4 separate regions of the Mus musculus genome follow, and regions 1, 2 and 4 are each linked to region 3. The links are chromatin contacts, called in public ChIA-PET, HiChIP or PLAC-seq and promoter capture Hi-C maps. All regions are on one chromosome and are shown on one strand. Each heading gives the region's core, a stretch centred on a gene start, on an enhancer-like site or on the middle of the called end of the contact. The rest is flanking DNA. Distances are from core to core; before and after follow the strand shown.

Evidence for each region. Promoter capture Hi-C pulls out the DNA fragments that hold promoters and counts their contacts. ChIA-PET counts read pairs in DNA pulled down with a chosen protein or histone mark. HiChIP or PLAC-seq counts read pairs in DNA pulled down with a chosen protein or histone mark.
Region 1: a promoter capture Hi-C map of neural stem cells shows a contact between it and region 3. The contact joins the enhancer-like site here to the promoter of Fryl in region 3. A contact is called at or near these places in 8 of 39 promoter capture datasets (the 3T3-L1 cell line, cranial neural crest, embryonic stem cells and 4 more) and 3 of 115 datasets of contacts at active chromatin or transcription factors (embryonic limb bud, embryonic stem cells and stem cell-derived neural progenitor cells).
Region 2: an RNA polymerase II ChIA-PET map of memory CD8 T cells shows a contact between it and region 3, with 45 read pairs. The contact joins the promoter of Txk here to the promoter of Fryl in region 3. A contact is called at or near these places in 4 of 484 Hi-C or Micro-C datasets (CD8 T cells, natural killer cells, regulatory T cells and 1 more) and 3 of 115 datasets of contacts at active chromatin or transcription factors (memory CD8 T cells, regulatory T cells and thymic regulatory T cells).
Region 4: an H3K4me3 HiChIP or PLAC-seq map of embryonic stem cells shows a contact between it and region 3, with 10 read pairs. The contact joins the promoter of Tec here to the promoter of Fryl in region 3. A contact is called at or near these places in 1 of 39 promoter capture datasets (pre-B cells), 1 of 484 Hi-C or Micro-C datasets (B cells), 2 of 115 datasets of contacts at active chromatin or transcription factors (embryonic stem cells and memory CD8 T cells) and 2 of 9 other capture datasets (adipose tissue and liver).

The regions. Positions count from the first base shown.
Region 1 is chr5:72,971,457-72,974,662 of GRCm38.p6, reverse strand. Slain2 (SLAIN motif family, member 2) reads right to left here. Exons shown (of 8, transcript NM_001113423.2): 7 at 1-132. Among named protein-coding and RNA genes, the nearest start is that of Slc10a4, 34 kb to the left of the region's middle. Within about 2 kb of position 1,607, at least 19 of the 459 cell types and tissues checked have an H3K27ac peak or open chromatin away from gene starts, as enhancers often do. A contact at or near this core is called in neural stem cells, where this site is marked.
Region 2 is chr5:72,751,112-72,754,070 of GRCm38.p6, reverse strand. Txk (TXK tyrosine kinase) reads left to right here and starts at 1,294. Exons shown (of 15, transcript NM_001122754.2): 1 at 1,294-1,392. The coding sequence starts at 1,377.
Region 3 is chr5:73,254,974-73,257,914 of GRCm38.p6, reverse strand. Fryl (FRY like transcription coactivator) reads left to right here and starts at 1,297. Exons shown (of 63, transcript NM_028194.2): 1 at 1,297-1,515.
Region 4 is chr5:72,867,144-72,870,116 of GRCm38.p6, reverse strand. Tec (tec protein tyrosine kinase) reads left to right here and starts at 1,669. Exons shown (of 19, transcript NM_001113460.2): 1 at 1,669-1,723.

The sequences.
Region 1 (3,206 bases), core at 358-2,857, 280 kb after region 3:
AGGTGGTTTGTGTGAACTGGGTAGTTTCTTGGCTACCAGAACCAGAGCCATGGTTACTAAACGCTTTCACTGGTTGCCGAAGAGCCAATGGAGACGGTGCTGCAGGGGAGCGGAATTTGCCTGGAGAAGGTACTGTATGCGGAACAGCAAAGGAAAGCCAGTGTTTTCGGAGGGAACCAAGTACCAGTCAAAGCACTGTTTGTTACCCACGATGACCGAGCACTAGGAGATCTATAGTATGAGCCTCAAATAAAGAACCTTTCTGGGCTAACAGAAAAAAGGTTACCTCAGAGGGTGACAAAATGTCTCTGAAAGAAGTACATTAACCAGGGTACCCTGGATCCCCCAAGAGGAAGGGGGTGCGAGTGCAGCACCACAGGGACCAGGAAGACGGCTCAGTGGTAAAAGGTGCTTGCCATGTATACTTAGAGATCCAAGGTCAATCTAAGGCACCAACATAAAGGTAGGACTTGACAAAGCTGTCCTCTGACCTTCCCACCATACCATTGCCTCCATGTGTTGTATGCACGGATAACACAATTATCAGTAACTTTAGTCACCCAGGATTATGTCTCACTGTAGGAACTAAGTAGGCCCACACGAGGACATTCTAAAGGTCAACGTAAGGGTTGGATATACATGTGAATAAAAATCTAATGACTAGAGTCTCAAAGCTACTTATCATGGTGTAACTAGAGGTCAGGAATTAACAGTTATTACTATTATAAAAGTCAGCTCCAGAAGCACCAAGATAACTCAGTGCACAACAGTGCATGCCACACACTTGACAACCTGATCTGGATCCCTGAAATCCATGGCAAAGGAGACACTTCCTCAAAGTTGTTCTGACACACATGTGTGTGCACTCCAGGAGCCTATCAAAAGGCCTATGAAGTCACAGAATGCCAAGTCTACTATGAAATATGTGTTTATATTAAACAAATGCCAGATAGATACAATGAAATGTCCAATCTTCATTGCTTTCTCAGAGAAGACAGGATTCAAATACATTTTATTATTGTAATAGGTCCCTCTGAGATGAAGTTTAGATCTCTTGGGGTGCATGCTCACCCTTTTCTGCTTCTTGTTTGAATATGTCTCCTCTGAAAGGGTTTTAAGTGTCCTCAGAAGGCCATGGATAGCCTTCACAGGACCTTGGGGATAAGGCAGGGTGGAGGGTGTGTGTGGAGCAGAGGCAGAAAGCTAACATTATTCTCCATCAACTGCCTTCGTTTCAGGAGGGTGCAGTCGCGAGAAAGCTTGAGGCACAGGCGTGGGCCATCTTATACTATTCTGTTTGCTCCACTTCTGTAACCCATCTGTACAGCAGAGCACAGCAAGTCTACTGTAGTAATGGAGGGCAGAAAAGAGGTGATCAGTTCTGATTATCAAGCTCACTGCATCCCGTGCTTATGGTTAGTGAAGCAGACTGCTAGTGTGTTTGTGAGAGTGTTTCCACAGAGGATCGAACAAGGCAGGGACACAGCTCTGAATGTAGATGGCGCTAACTCATCCATGGGGGTTGGGGATGTAAGCGGCTCTGCCTGCTCAGCCACACCCTCCCTGCCAACACTGACTGGAAGCTCTAAGATGAAAAGCCAGAGAAGCCAGCCTGAAACCAAGCTTGAATAGGACTGAAAGGAGATCAGCCTGCTACTAGACTCCTCTAAGCCTGGACGGTCCATGAAATGTTTAGAAAAGTACTTAGCCATTCAGTGCAGTGATTTTGCAGGAAGGGTGTTTGGAATGTTGGGTCTGAGAGTCTGATATGAAACGAACCAGTTCTGAAGCCCTGGGGCTTTTTGTTGTTCTTCTGAACACATTCTTTCAGCAGAGTGTATATCAAGCAGGCCAACCTTATTTTGGTGAGCAGAAAAGACGAAATCAGAAATCTGAGAGATACTGTGTTTTAGAGGAGAGAGCTGCTTAGAAGACCTTCAGAACTCGGCTTGGGGTCTGGCTGAACCTTCAGCTAAACACTGGGCTGAGTATATCCAGAATGAAATTCCGTGCATGTGGACAAAGGAGTGCAGCCCTGTAAATTGAACAGCCGGCAGAGCTCACACAAAGTGCTGTTCCTGAGTTTCAACCAGCTATGGGAGAGTCCTTGCCAAATCAAAGAGATGTCAAAGCAGCCTGGAGATACTCTAAAACAATCAAGCCTTAACTAGAGGGTGGGGAGGGAATGACACCTACATGGGATGGGACACCTAGTGCTAGAAAAAAAGGATGCCACAAATCTCCTCTAACAAAACTTATAAAAGAAACTTCTGAATAACTGTGTCCACAGCTGCTGTCCATGGGGGTAAATACACTGTGTTTGTGAATAGGGTTACATTAGAACATACTCATTCATTTAACCACAGCCTGTCACTGTTTTTAAGTATAGTAGGTGGACAAACCGAAAGTTGTTAGAAGCTGGTCTCTGAGAAAATAATCCATTTCTACTATGAAGGTTTAAACTGATTTGTAAGAAATACAATTACTTAATAAACTCCAACAATATTTAAAAGAAGATTAACAATATCCATCACAGAAAGATGTAAACTTCCACACTGTCTGCCATCCACTGCATAATCATGAAACACACCAAGGAACAAGAAAACAGGAAGGCAGGCCAGGAAGCACCTATGTCCAGAGAAATTGATGCCTGAACCAGCAGGAGGGATATCACACGGACTCTTACCTAGGCTCAAAGGTACACACAGTTTAAATGGGATGAGGAGAAATAGGTTTCCTGGAAAAGCACATGGAGGTTTTAAAGATAAAGAACTTAGAGCAGCGCTCTCCTCTGTTAGGGTCAATAACAGCTGAGATGCAGAAGAAGAGCAGCTTAGCACTGAGCATGGTCCCACCCGCAGCACAGAGCAGTTACGACGACTCCTAAAAGGCCTCTGTGACCTAACTGCGAGCCAGCACGAAGAGCTTTTACTATATGTACCCTAGTCCAAGAACTCGGGAGAGACTGGATGACTGCACAAGGCCATTGGATAAAACCATAAGCTCACTCACACAGCTCGTTTGAAGGAGGAGAGGCCAAGCCTGATGATCTGTCTGATGCTGGCGCCCACGGGGGAAGGAGAGGACTGACTCCTCACAGTCTCCTCTGCCTCCACGATCATGCTTCGGCACGTGCACACATATAATCGCATACAGAAACTAAAATGACAACTTAAGTGGAAAAGCCAACCAACCAAATACCCCTC
Region 2 (2,959 bases), core at 45-2,544, 500 kb after region 3:
TGCAGGCATGCCTTACTATTATTGCTAAGATAGGCCCCACCTATCTTCTCCTTTTATCTGGATGAGCTGTGAAAGGAACCAGGGTGTGCTCAGGAAAGTTACAAGAAGGTTGAGTTCCTGTGTGAACAATTTGAAATACTCTTTCTTATCACATGTAGGTCTCAGGGGGCAGGATACATGTGTGTATGTGTGCATATGTGCCTGTGTGCATATGGGGGCTAGAGTTGATGCTGTGTGTTTTCTTCGATTGCTTTCCACCTTGTGTAGTGAGGTAGAATCTCTCATTGAACTCAGAGCTGGCTGATTTGGCTGGTCTAGCTAGCCAGTTTGCCCTCAGGATCTCTTGTCTCCATCTCCCAAGCACTTGGTTTACTGGTGGGAGACCGTGCTCTCTTGTCAATTATGTAACTTTTCTGGCTCTGAACTTGGGTCCTTATACTTCAGTGTCAAACACTTTGCTCACTGAGCCATTTCCATAGCCCATACAAATGCTTCCTATGGGAAAACAGAACAAATGAAAGGGAGCGCTCACGCTGTAGACTTGTTCATCCAACCGAGGTGCCAATGGGAACCTGTCAAAGCTGAGGCTAAATCTTTTCTTTTCTCTGTCCCTGTCTTTCTGTCTCTCTGTCTCTGTCTGTCTGTCTGTCTGTCTCTCTGCCTCTCCTGTCTCTGTCTGTATCTCTGTCTGTCTCTCTGTCTCTGTCTTTCTCTCTGTCTGTCAAGGTTTCTCTATGTAACCCTGGCTGTCCTGGAACTCTATGTAGACCAGGCTGGCCTTGAACTCACTCGCCTCTGCCTCCCAGAGTGCTGGGATTAAAGACTTTTGCCACCACACCTAGCTTCAGCCAGTTTTTAAAACAGATCTTTAGATTCTCCCCTAATCCCAAACCAAGTCTTTAGAGTCAGTCCTAAATCAGAGGGCCAAACATCCTAGTTTGGATATTCATGATCCTAGAAGTCGATTTTCCCTGTACCACTATGAGCCCTCCAGTAAGTAAAATTTCTTCTTGTATGGTCCTTTATTCCAGTATCAGCACAGGGAAGACAGTTTAAGTTGACTACTATGAAGGCCCCTTTTACCGAAATTCTGTGATTTCTTCAAAGTGTTTTCTAGACACACCCACAGCGTAGGTATAAGGAAGTGCTAACACTTCAGATCTGGATACAGAGCTCTGAAGTTTCTTATGTAGGCCACTGGGTTGTCATTCACACACTCTTGAGGTTTTCAGAACAGGAAATTAGGTGGGGTAAACTTTGCCTGTGAGAAACGTCACAGGCCAACAACTATGCTTTCAGTTGAAAGATGTGTTACCGTGAGTGGAACAGAGCTGAAGAACCAAGGCTTCTGTGTATGGCCAGCAAGCAGGGTCGCCATGATCCTGTCCTCTTGTGAGTAAGATGGGCTTTACCATTTAATGTCACAGCGTGTTTATGGGTGTGTTGCCTACTGGTGACCCCTAGGAGTGGGTTTTGCTAAAACAAGGAATTTGTGAAATCCTAAAGATGATTTCTTCAGATGTAGTGACAGGATTTTGTGGCTTAGTTAAATGTCCACTGCCTCTTGATAAAATTATATACTTGAGAATTGAGAATACAGATGACAATAGCAAAAAAAAAAAAAGTTGTGTACTTAGCATGTGTGGAAATTCGGTCAGTGTGATGGGATATGTTTGTTTTTTGAATGATAATGAACTCAGAGTTGAGGGTGAAGAGATCAGACTTTTCTGGTTTAGCCTCAGCTTTGACAGGTTCCCATTGGCACCTCGGTTGGATGAACAAGTCTACAGTGTGAGCGCTCCCTTTCTGCCTCCTCCTATAGCCGTCACAAGTAAACAGTGGGCAAAGCTGGCAAGCACATCAACTAATCTGAGAGTTGCTTTGAAAGACTTCAAGACGATTTTTGGAAGCACTCCACAGTTAAGACTCAAGAGAGGCTAATTATGTATAGGGGTTTAGGAAAGGAAAAAAAAAAGACGATCTCTGATTTTAATTCTAGATGCCCTGGGAATCAAACATCAGTAGAACTTAGTCATTCTAGATTAGGCCAGAATTCTGATTTATTTTTAGCTGGCAGTAGGAAAAAACTGACCGAATTTTACATATCTCTTTAAGCCACAGCACGTTATTAGGACCTCCAGACATTGGTAGGATTTATAAAAATAATCAAATGCTATTTTTGTTGTGCCTTCCTGAATATGATTTACAGTTTGATTCACTAAGAACAAAACAAGACAATAACAACAACAACAGCAACAGCAACAAAAAGGTTTCTTGTTATCAGAAATAGGCCAAGCAGCTCAAGACAGAAAAAGATACAAAGAATTGTCACGAGTCCCCACCTCCCCAAGGGCAGAATAATGTTGAGCAGATGCAGAATATGGACTTTTAAAGGCTTTGATTGTTTCTCATGAGATCAGAACCAGGGGAAGGAAGGCCATGTGTTATGACAGGAAAGGCTCAGCTACGTGTAAGGCAAGTAGATGCAGAGGCTGTCTAGGGATGAAGTGGGAGACTACTTATCTATGGGGTCTTAGATTTCCCCGTGGCCTGGGGGGGGAGGAATGGTTTTAATGCAATGTCCCTGTACCATCCAGTGTCTGTCTGTCTGTCTGTCTGTCTGTGTCCTTCTGCCATGAGCCATAGCTAAACCACTCCATTTTCTTCTGCGTGAAATAATGAGTATTCGCCATTGACAAGGCACCACCAAGTGCCCTCCAGGGTGTTTTAAACTTAAGGATGCTTATTTGTATGCGCCAAACACATTGACTGTTCAAGGGGCTGCCATGGTGACCTGGAGTCACAGGCTGCTGGAAGGGAAGAGGAGGTAGTTGTATAGAGTGGGGTTTTGATCATAAAGGAATGATGGTGGCCTCTGAACAGGGTCCAAGACACTCCTCCAGTGAGGTTACATTTGTGAAGTGTTGGAATTGCCAGTGTGTTTGGCAGCTAAGTTACC
Region 3 (2,941 bases), core at 48-2,547:
CCCTCTCTCTAAGCTGGTCTGGTCTAGGGCGGCATTGGGCACAGCCACTTTCTTGGCACTACTGGAGGTGACTGCTGCACCTGTAGGGATCCTCTGACGTCGTCAAAGGATCGTCAAAAGTATCAAAGACCATAGAAAATAGAGAGAACACTTAACCTGTTCCTTACTATTTCTTGGCGGGTCCGAAAGCCATAACCACACTCAGGTTTTTTGGAAATAACCTTCGTTTCCTATATCTGGGGTAGGAACCTGGTGCTAAGTTAATGCAGATCCCGAGGTTGTCGCAGGATTCCTCTCCTTTAATGAGCAGGGTTCTGCCACTCAGGTTTCTCCTGGCGAGACTTCTCCCTCTTCCTTTGGGTAGATGTGCTTTCCCCGGAAAGGTGCCACTGTCCTTCAAAGACTAGCCCTCTGGTGTCCACATTTGTAACAAGAGGAACTTTGAGAATATCAGCAAAGAGGAATATATGTTTAATCTTTCCAAACAATTTTTAAAAATAATAAAAAATAGCATAGTCCCGCGCAAATGCCAGTATGACACACAGGACGTGACCTAAACGGAACTTCTAATGGGAAGAACTTAACGCTTTTCTGAACGTCCTATTGCAAGATAAACAAGGAAACCCCTGGGTTTGAAGACACCTTCGTTAATTCTTCCGGGTGCGTAAAGCCAGGAAGTCAAGGATGTGAGCAGAGTAGACAGGGAGTGTGAACTTGATTAATTCTCAGGAGCCAGTATTAGGATTTCAGGTGTTCTCACTCCATTCACGAAATAGGATTGGGCTCTCAGGATCCCGCAGCTGCTGTGGTGTGCTTTTTATCTGAAGATTTTTGCATCCTTTCCACCTCTCTTTCCCGCCTTCCTCAGTATAGGTTGTTTGTGCTCGACCTCTACCAACATTTAAAGGTACAGAGGCTTTGAGGGTGCCAAAATAGGGAAGACTTTACGACTGTCTTTCAGCCGTCCAGGGAGAGTGATAAAAGGTAAGGGGCGTGCAGACTTGCCTTTTCTTACCCAATCAGGTGCACAGGAAGATGTCTTTCTACCAATAAAAATAAAGTTAGCTTTCCGGAGGCGGGAGGGTGAGCCGTGACTGCCAGTTCTCCAAAGCAACGTTGGAGGCGAGGACCGAGAGTGATTAGAGGTAGGTCCAACCCGGGGGAGGGGGCGGGGCGAAGGTGGGGAAACTCTGAGCGGCGGGGAGGCCGGCCAGTGGAGGGCGAGGACCGCTGTTCCTGGTGTAGTATCCTTCGCCAATCAGGAAGGCGAGTGGGTGGGCGGGGCAGAGAAGGGGTGGGCAGAGCTCGCAGCACTGCCGGGCGCCCGTCGGGCTCTGGGAGAGACAGAAATCCGGTTAAAATCAGAGTCGGAGGGAGGTTTAACCACGAATCGGTCCCGATCGGATTATTCCTTAAAGGGGACGCGCCATTGTCAAAGAGAACGGAGCCTGGGGCCCGAGGGCGGGGACCGGCGGCGCTGGAGGAACGAGGCAGCTGCACGGGACTGGGGACCTGGTAGGTGCTGTTTGGGGAAAGGCGCTTCATTTCACTTTCTCTTCCAGCGCGGGGGCAGGATCCGGGATGCCCGCCGACCGTCGGCCGTAGGATCCGGGATGCCCGCCGACCGTCGGCCGTGGGATCCCGGGTCCCCGGCCCTGGCCCGGCTGCCCTTCTTGCTGCGAGCCGCGAGGGAGGCGGACCGGGATGGGCGGCTGCGGCGCCGACTGGGGAGGCTCCTAACGGACGCGGGCGCGGTACTGAGCCGGGGTCAACCGAAAGCCCGTCGGAGCTGCGGCAGACCCGTGGGGGAGCACCGCGCGCCCCGCTCTGCTGCGCGCCTCCTTCCCGGCCCGTGCCCGGCTCTCCCCGCGCTCCCGGCTGCCCTGGTCGCGCGCCGTCGTCTCCACGCTCGCTCCGCTCTTCCCGCGCGCCCGGCTGCCCTGAGCGCGCTCCCTGCGCCGCTCGGCGCGCCGGCTTGGTTCGCACGCCGCGGGTTCACCGCGACCCGGGAACCGCCCGGCGAGGAAGCGGGCGGCGGGGCGGTGGCGGCAGGCGCTACTGCTGGGTTGATCATCCGACCCGGCTGAAGGTGCCGGCAGGCGGCCTCGGGAGGAGAGGCGGCGGGCTCGCGCTGCGCGCCGAGGTTGCCGGCCCGGCCGGGCATTGTCCGCGATCCTCCGCCGCGTCTCTCCGCCCACTGCTTGCGGTGCTGGGAGGGGTGCGGACCTGGGCGCAGAGCCCACTCCGCCTGAAGCGACGGCGCACCCCCGGACCCGCGCCTTTCCGGAGCCGGGGTCGGCCCGGCGGACGCCAAAGTCACCGCCCGCCGCCGGGCCTGTGCAGCCCGGGCCACCGGCTTCGCAGACACCGGCGCTGGCTCCTCGCGGTCCGGAGCTCAGCCGTGCAACTTTTCTTTGCCTTCTAATGGGAGTTGTTGCTTCCGGGCGGCAGGTTCTCCCGGCCCGGCCGAGCCTCGTTTCTTGCGTCTGCAGAGGCCGATATCTAAGGCGATCTGGGGCCTGAATGCTTTACTACTAGTCCAGCTTTGTTCCTCATTACCTACAATCGCTTTGCTTGTAGACTTTCGAGGATATAAGTCCCAGGTTGCTGTGTTAATAAAAGAATAAATAAACGGGTGGGGGAATGGCTGAGGGGCTAGAGCTTCAGACAGAACTAAATGTGCTTTAACCTTTGAACTAGGGAAAGTATTACCGGGACTCCACGACAGAAGCTCTTCGAGGAGGGTAGAAGGGTCTGTAGGATTGGGGGGGGGGGGGAACAATGAACAACTTTTGATGGAAATAAAAGTTGGTTTTATAAACTGCTGTTCCGCCTAGCAGGTGCCTTCCATAAAGTTGATCTCCCCTACTGAATGCAGGCATTGTAACTACTTGCAGGCAGGCACTCTTGCTATTGGTGAATCAAATAAGAGGTCTTTGCA
Region 4 (2,973 bases), core at 420-2,919, 390 kb after region 3:
TTCTGCGTTCTCCTCCCATTCCCGGCCCCTTCCTAATTATATGACTTTAGGCAAGTCCTTTAAATTGCTCTTAGTTCTTTCCCTGTCAAATGGAATCTTGTCAGCTGACTTCTCGGGTCATTAAGATGATCACAGGAGAAATAGCACAGGGAGGCACTGCTTTTAAGTCCTGAGCCGTGTCGGGGAGGAGTCTTACTGCACACGTGACTGCACACGTGATCGCGAGCGTCGTCTTCAGGTTGGCTGCCTGATTCACTGTTCAACCTCAGCTCCACAGAGTCCTCCTTTGAGAAGTCCTCCTTCCTCATCAATCTCTCTTTCATTACCCCAGTTTATTTCAGCCAAGACATTTCTCACCTGTGAAATGGTTTCTTTGCTTACCGGTATATTGGTTTTCTCCCTATGTAAAGGCTCCACTGTGGAGGTCAGAGGCTAAGTGTCTTTCTCAATTGCTCTCTTCCATATTATTTGAGATAAAGTCTTTCATGGAACCCGGAGCTGGCCAGTTGGGCTAGATTGACTGGCCAAGCTATGCTTGGTTCTGCCTCCAGCTCTGGAGTACAGGTGAAAAACAGCTTCCTTCCTTCCTTTCTTTCTCTTCCCTTTTTCTTTCTTTCTTTCTTTCTTTCCTTTTTTTTTTTTTTTAAAAACATGGGCTCTACCTGATCAACCTTCGGCATAGCAAGCATTTTACAAATTAATTTCTCTCTCCATCCCAAAGGCGAACTCAGTCTTTTATTCCCATGGACTATTATGAACATTACAGTCCTATCCTGTGTCTCTCTCCTTCTGAGAGGTCCTCATATCCCTGCCCTGGCTGGCCTGGAAACCACTATGTTTACCAGACTGGCCTTAAATGCTTAGAAATGGGCTTGCCTTTGCCCTCTCAGCTGGAATAAAATATGTGGGCCACCATGCCTGTCTGACAGTACAGGATGGATGAGATCAGATAACAGTGGCTAAGACTCAAGACTACCATCAAAGACAACTTAGACTTGAAAGTAGGGAATCAAACCCAGGGCCTTGTGCATGTTAAGCAAACATTGTACCACTGATCTACAGCCCCAGCCTTTCCAGGACAGCTTCTCAGTTAGCTAGCTAGCTAGGTGACAAACGGCACGTTCTTTCCTGGAGTCTAAGAATTTTACAGTATTTAAAGTGAATAACTTGAAGGTTGTTTTCATTATTAGTGTATCAACAGTAATAATGTAAGTGGGTGACCCTATGCTAGGCTCTGATGCTTCAGGCTTGTCAGTCAAGCCACCCATTCTTCTATCACCCCAGAGCACAGCATCATCCGGTTTCGCCCGCGAGGGGCTAAGCGGAAGTGGAGGTCGGTTCTTAGCCACCCACAAGTGCTATTGCTACCGGCTCTCCGAGCCGGGGACGAAGGAGCATTTTTCTGGACGGTTCTCTTAGGATGGGAAGTCCGGACTTAGAGAGACCCCACGCCGCGTCTGTCTGGATAAGAGACGCTCCCTGGAACTTCGGCCGCAGGACCGCGAGCTCCGATTCTTCCCTTTGGCTTTGAAATCGCGGAAGGAAGGTGGGACACTGGCGCTGTGGGCAGCGGAGGGCAGAGGCGGCGCGGCGAGGGGGCGGGGCCAGGGAGGAGCCGGGCGGTGGGCGTGGCCGATGGGTTTGGTCAGCGCTTGCCGAGCTCCGGGCTCCGCAGTTTGGACGTCGCTCTGTCTTGGCTTGTCTCGGCACGCGCTCCGTCAAGGTAAGAACCAAGGGACTCTCGGCGCTCACGGAGTTGGCCTCCACCTGCGGGAGACTGACCTTAGTGGGATTAGGGAGGATTTTTCTACCCTTCTCACGGAGGTGAGAGCGGACTCTCTGCGTCAGGTCAGAGGCCCGTCCCCCTTGGGCCAGGAAGAAGGGACAGGTGCGCTCCCCTGATGGCCGCGCCTTCCCCGGTGGCTGCAGATCTGAGCCCTTTTGGACTTGGTATCTGAGCCGAGAGGACTCGCGATTGAGTTCCTTTCCCAGTTGAGCGGCAGGGGGCCTTTCTTCTTTCTGCTTGTCCCGCGGTAAAGTTCGAATCCAGGAAGACAGTCCACAGTTGCTTGTGCCCGAGCAGGTGCACGTACTTCTTTAGCTATTTTTCTCTTCTGGAAAGTGGTATCTGGATCTTGATAAACAGGGACTCGAAGAATCAAAGTGGGAAAAACTACGTGGACCTTGTCCCGAGACTGTGCAATTTCCCCTGGATCTGACATTTCTTAACTTTTTCCTGTCGTTGGCGAATATGTTTCTGTGTACCAGGTCCCATTCGGGCTTATCTTTGGAAAGTGGAATATTTGGTTAGAAGAGTTGATCGCAGTGTTAAATTGGGACAACTGGGTGGCTGGCTTGGTTAAGTGGGTTTGGAGCCTATCCAGACAGAATAGTTGCATGCTTTAAGCAGAGGTTTTACATTTTTCCAGTGAGTTCCCATTTTCCTCTAAGGAAACTCTGACAACCTATTCCCGTCTATATAATTCTTTTACAGAGCCGAGGCGCGGTAGGAGGAAGCATCGAGTCTCCTAAGTAAGATTTGGGATTTAATAGCTGAGTGATCGACACTGTAGCTCTGTGGTCTATAGACTCAAAATAAGGAAGAGCTTGATTTTTTTCCGCGAGGCGGGGGTTGGGGGGAGCTGTGGCTAAACTTACACATTAAGTATTTGAAAACATCCATGTCGTCCAGTTACATTTTCATTGTTTAAGACAGACCTATCTTTTCGCCATACACTTATGAATCCGATCACTATTCCTCTCCTTGCCAGCTCAGGGGTGCTTTCTGTAGGGTGCCTATGTAAATCACCCTCGTTCTTCCCACAAGGGTGTGTGCCTTCGGGTTTGTGGAATTGTGTGGGGACAGGTATTGTAAACACATGCAAATCAGTGAAGCGCTCTAGTAGGCGATACCTTTGCCCTACATGGATCTTTGGCCTAGAGTTTCCCTCTCTTTCTAGATTGGAAAGAATC